Regions from separate parts of the Anas platyrhynchos genome. Here region 2 is linked to region 1. A link is a contact called in public Hi-C data. All regions are on one chromosome and are shown on one strand. Each heading gives the region's core, a stretch centred on a gene start, on an enhancer-like site or on the middle of the called end of the contact. The rest is flanking DNA. Distances are from core to core; before and after follow the strand shown.

Region 1 (2,792 bases), core at 192-2,691:
CTGGAGAAATATGAAAGTGTACCCATAATAAAAGTATATGTGATTTACACCAGGAAATAAATGTAGTGTAAGGTAGCTCTTGGGAAATGAAATTCCTGGGAAAAGGAAGATGGAAGAAATAGGATTACACTGGCTGAATTTTTGTTGTTGTTGCTCTACATTTTTAAGTGTACTTAAGTTATGAAATGATTTAGCTGTAAGAAATATTAATGTCCAAAATAAAACATAATTTTAGATTTTACTGTTCCCATAACTTCTACCTCACAATTAATTTTCCATTTTTCTGAATCCCAGCCTTTTTAATATCTAATATATTAAGTATTTAATCCCATGGCGTGGAGAATATATGAGAAGTACAAAGAAAAAATGATGAAAGGATGACTACATAAAAGAATAAAAATCAGTAATAAATACCAGGCACATAACTGAAGAACGTTTATGGAAGAGATGCTCCTAGATTACAGGAAATAAAAAATTAAAGCTCCCTACTTAGGCTTTGAAAAGACTTTAGTAACAAAGCATTGCTTTCTGTTGCTTAACATGAAAGAATGGATAGTTTAGTCATCTGAGAGAGGAATACAGTCCACCAGGTCTCAAAGTAAAATCTAACTGTTGATGATGCGTAAAAAATACTGTTTTCATTACGTGACTGGGTCCATAGCCCTTGATTTAAATAACAATAACAATAATAACAAAATGTTGTGCAATATTTTTATTTTTCTGTTATGATGTTCTGATCTACCCTGACCTGGGATTAAGCAGATTTTCCATTCTCAAGTTTCACCTAAACCTGAGATGATTTACTATGCATGTATCAGCCTCCATCACACAGAGATTGTATCAGAATGTAGAAAATACAAATATGTCAGCTATTTGTTTCTCTTACCTCCCATTCAGAGACTGCCTGCAGGCAGTTTTTCCATACATTTGGGGTAATATTTGCCCTTGAGTGTTGGCTTTGACTGAGCTGAGAGGTGTAGTGTGGTAGGTATGAGAATGGAAGTACCATTTCTGGGTGAAGTTTTATAATTTTCATACAGTGCTCATATGGTCCTGCTCACACCATGGATCCAAGGACAGAATTTTGTAGTGCAATAGGGAGCTAGCAAAGAAGAGCAGGAACAATAGGAGATTCTAAGTAAGTGTTCTCTGTCCTGGCTTCCCATTAAATCCCTTTATATGGGTTGAGAATTTAGATCCAGGCCAGTGTGCCAGACTACGTTCAGTATCTTTAAATAGGTGTCTGTTTTTCCTCATTTGTGCAGAGAGTCTCTGCTGACACATACAACTAAGTCTGCAAAAGCGTCAGATGTCTCTCCCTGTACCTTAAAAGAGAATTGTCCTCATTATCTTAGAAAAATATTACATTTTGGTAATGAAGGCATTGGTCATGGCCTTGCAATGATTTGCTCCCTTAAAATTCAGGAGATAAAAATAGAAAGAGAAAATGAGAAAAGCAATGCCATTTTTACCCATGAAAATACACAGCAGACTTAGTTAATTATATTTTGTCTGATTTCCAAGGTTACTGCGAAACAAAAACAACAGGGTAATAATTCACATCCATTTTGAACATAATGGAAATTAAGTATAAACTAGCTTTGATGTTGTGAAAAAGTACATACAGCAGACACTGGCATTGGTTATTCATAAGTAAAGCTCTCCTTTCCTAAACTAAAGCTCTAATCTGATTTATGAAGTGCTGTATCGCTGCCTAGTGGTGAAATATAAAATTTCTGCTCCTTTGCAATAATTAAAGAGTGTACCTCAAGCTGGCAATGGTAACAGCATATCAGTTTATGTAATTTACATATTTACATCACACACAATTTTCATTCCATAAAATCAGTGACCAAGCTTGCCACAGATGCATACTTTTGGACAGCTGCAATATTCAATGCACATTCTGTAATCCTTTTACAGTTTAGTTTTGTCCAGTTACCTTTAAGATGGTGGATGTCCCAGAATGCCAGCTCATATTTTCTCTCTCATACACACATCCTATATTTGAAAAAGGCTGGATAAAATGGCAACTTTGCATTGTTCTGAGTGCAGAGACAGTAGAAAACCAGTTTCGGTGCTGAATTTCTATGTTTCTAAAGAAATTGTCAAGTTACTCAAACCTGGACTTTTCCCTCTTTTTTTTTTTTTTTTTTTTTTTTTTTTTTTTTTTTTTTCCGAATGTGAGCCTTTGGAATTGTATGTTTTAAACCAGGGATAAGATAGAATTCTGTCTGTGTAAGGCCTAACAGCCCTGCTTTTTGAACTCTGCTTCTGATATACTGAAATTGAGGGTGAAAGGACACAGAAAAACAGCCTCCTTATCTGTAATCCTGTTGTCATTGACTCTGTTGTAGGTTTCCTAAACCCTGTATGCTAATATACTTTAACCACCTTAGAAGTTGGGTTCTGTGAAAATGCAGTGTATTAGCATTAGTTGGAAACAGGGACCATGTTTTATACAAGCTCTATTATACAAAAAGAAATACAAATATTCTTCTCCAGGTGTCAGAATGTTTCAGGTTTACAATTACTAGTCTTAGTATAGATCTAGACTCTAGTCCAAACAGCTTTTAATAGCAACCTTTAAGTTGGTATTAAAGGTGAGGCAAGGCAAGGCAAGGCAAGGTAAGGCAAGACAAGAGAGAAAAAGGAAGGAAGGAAGGAAGGAAGGAAGGAAGGAAGGAAGGAAGGAAGGAAGGAAGGAAGGAAGGAAGGAAGGAAGGAAGGAAGGAAGGAAGGAAGGAAGGAAGGAAGGAAGGAAGGAAGGAAGGAAGGAAGGATACCTTTGC
Region 2 (2,908 bases), core at 263-2,762, 160 kb before region 1:
GGTGTGAATTCTGCTTAATATGATGCAAAAACTAGTGACAAAATATGCAAGTATGAGTAAAGAGGAAACATCCCAAGGCCTGCTGTTAGCTAGGTATCTTTGTTACTGAGGGAAGAAGTAGCCCACTGAACATCCTCTGGGCAATTAGAAACTTCACACAGGATGAGAGCTAAGTAAGGGTAAAAGAGCTGCCTGCAGGAGGGGGTAGTCAGGCAACAAACCCGAGGTTACAGGGAAGGAATTGAACGAGGAAGAACACGGAGGGAGGAAGATACCTTCAGCCATCCATGCCTGAGGACAGGCTGGGTGAAGTGCCACTCCAGCAAAAGGGAGGAGCTGGGTCTTGCCCATGGGGTGCTGATGGCTATGGGATGAGTAGGGTTTTGGATGTGGTTAACTCGTGGAAGGGTGTGTATGTGTGAGATGGGAAGGATGTCTGGAAACCATCACAGATGTGTACAGAAGAGAGAGAAAGGAAGGAAACCCCGGAAGGTTCCTAGAGTGAGACCTCTTAATGGAAGCTGGTGTGTAAGGTATAAAAAAAAAAGTTTTACTTAAAAAATTACATTGTGTTGGTGATAAATACCTTAGTGGGATCATATTTGGCCCATCTGGGCCTGGTTGGTCCTGATGTCCTTGAAAAAGCAAATATTTAGTCAGAGACCTGAGTCTAGAATATTCCAATTTACATTGAAGAGTTCTGCAATTGTAGGGTCTACCTGCAATTATCTTACTACAAGTGTTTTGTTTGTTTATTTTCTATCTGGATATCGCAGTTGACAAAATGGGGCACTTGTTGCCTCATGTGATACCTTCTTGGACATGTGTAAGTGAGGACCCAGACCCTCAGGTCCAATTCCTGAATCCCTTCAGCTGTCTCATGGTCAGAAGCTTCAGTCCCTGAGCTTGCTTTAGTCCCTGAGCATATTGCCAGGCAATCAGGAGACAAGTGACAGTGACACATGGCCTAGGAAAAGCAAAAGAAATGAATGTGCAGCAGAAAATAGTATGGTAAAATTACTTGCACCCAGGAAGATTTGTAAAGCAGTTGCATGAGTGAAATTAAGCTGAGAGAATTGCAGGTCCCCACACGGTTCTGCACCAGCAGTGCTGAGTAGCCCTGTGGGAACACCACCCACCTTCCCGCACCCTTCTGCTTCCAGAGACACTTGTTGACTGTGTAGATGCTTTTAAATGACTCTAAACATCTTCAATTAATTGTAAGTTGTCATGAACTGCGTTCCTCCTTGGGAGAGGAAAGGATGTGCTCAAGGGAATCCAGTCGTTGGCCCCCAGCCTGCGTTGCCACCGATCACCGGTCTTGGATGCCATAGTTTCTGTGCTATTAAATGCCTCTGACACAGGAGGCTGAAAAATCCCTGTGAAAACATTGCAGCTCTGCTGCACTCCAGTCACTTCTTGCTTTGTCCTCTCCTCACAGCAGCCCTACCTGTGTGCAGCCCTGACCTGGGCTTGCCTCCCTGACTGATCCCTGCCAAGTGAGAGCTGGCAGCCCTGTGCACAGCCCTCTGACCTGCTGGGCTGCGCTGGGTGCTGTGGGGACAGGCAGGGTCTTGGGTGAGTTTTGTATAACATGGGAAGCATCTTGTGGTGTTATCATCTTTTTATACCTTGTCTCCTTCCAAAATTAATAGTTTTTTTCTCCCTGACTCATCCCTGCTGATATCAATGACAACTACTGTAGTGACCTAAATTTCTGGCTTTGGAAAGAACAATTACATGGGGTTGATGCTTGTGCTGTATCATTTTCTGACTTTTTAAAAAGTATCAAGAATGCTATTTTTATTCCTGTCTTTCTTTGGAGTTCTGCATCTTCTGTGATGGTTAAGTGAACAGCAATGTTCAATAAGTGAGTGCAGGTGGATATATTTACTTTCAGGCTTTCGGGTCTCTGAAGGTGAATGGTAAGCCCAGCTTTCCCAGAGTCCTGGAACTCAAGGAGTATTGCTGCTTAAACAGCCATGAAAATCCAGAGGTTTAGTAGTCACTGAAGGCCCTAAAGAACTGGTCTTCAAGGTTGTGCTCCTGGGAAAAGAAAACTGATAAAATACCTGTGAAGACAAAGAAGGCCACAGGGAAACTAAAGAGGGAAAGTGCAGCCCACTGAGATCAAGGGGAATCAAAGACGAGTCAGGCCAAACACCTCAGGACAGAAAATGTGCAGCTGAAGATGGTCCAAGGAAAGGACGTCTCCTTGGGTGCAGGACATGTTTGTATTTAAGAGATTATAGGGATTTTTGTCCTGCTGAAATAGGCCTCAAGCTGTGCTGAATCCAATTGCTGCTCAGTTGACACAGGCACTTAGGAATGATTGAAGCTTTAACAAGCCCGCAGCCAGATTTTTGTTCTTTAAGAGAAATTTATTGAACTCAGGGGATACAAAAATCAAAGGCACAGAAAATCCTTCCACCACTTGATTAGCACACACTTGCATATTCCTCCACTCCAGACAGGAGAGACGACTTCAGTGCCCAGCTGAAAGGCTGGAAACCTCTGGCTGTGGCCCCAGGGCATGTGATGCCTTGGGCTCCTTGCAGCAAGGATGGAGAAGGCAGGTGATGCAGGAAAATGAGGGATAACAGAGCAGGATCTGCATGGGCATTCCCATAACACAGTGCCTTTTCCCCCAAGGGGAGGCTGCAGTGCAATGGGTAGGCAGAAAGGCAGGCAAGCTCACCTTCCAAAAATAACATCATTAGGGTTATGAATAGAGATTGGGTAGGCAGGACTGGACCTTTGTGGAGAAACTTCCAGATAGCCCTAAATGCTGTCAGAAGGAGTGATGCTTACACAGCAGATGGTGCTCTTTCCTTTCAGCTGATATTCAGTCAGTGCCACAGAAGGACACTGTTGATTTTTTCTCAAATAAAACCAAGCTCCTGGTAAA

Evidence for each region. A called contact is a pair of places that touch in the nucleus more often than the background predicts.
Region 2: a contact with region 1 is called in a Hi-C map of liver, with 3 times the contacts expected there. The contact joins two enhancer-like sites. A contact is called at or near these places in 3 of 8 Hi-C or Micro-C datasets (F5 follicle, liver and skeletal muscle).

The regions. Positions count from the first base shown.
Region 1 is chr2:112,797,455-112,800,246 of IASCAAS_PekinDuck_T2T, reverse strand. All of the region lies in intron 2 of COL15A1 (collagen type XV alpha 1 chain), which reads left to right. Among named protein-coding and RNA genes, the nearest start is that of COL15A1, 31 kb to the left of the region's middle. Within about 2 kb of position 1,441, at least 1 of the 8 cell types and tissues checked has an H3K27ac peak or open chromatin away from gene starts, as enhancers often do.
Region 2 is chr2:112,960,450-112,963,357 of IASCAAS_PekinDuck_T2T, reverse strand. No RefSeq gene overlaps it. Among named protein-coding and RNA genes, the nearest start is that of SLC9A3, 41 kb to the right of the region's middle. Within about 2 kb of position 1,512, at least 2 of the 8 cell types and tissues checked have an H3K27ac peak or open chromatin away from gene starts, as enhancers often do.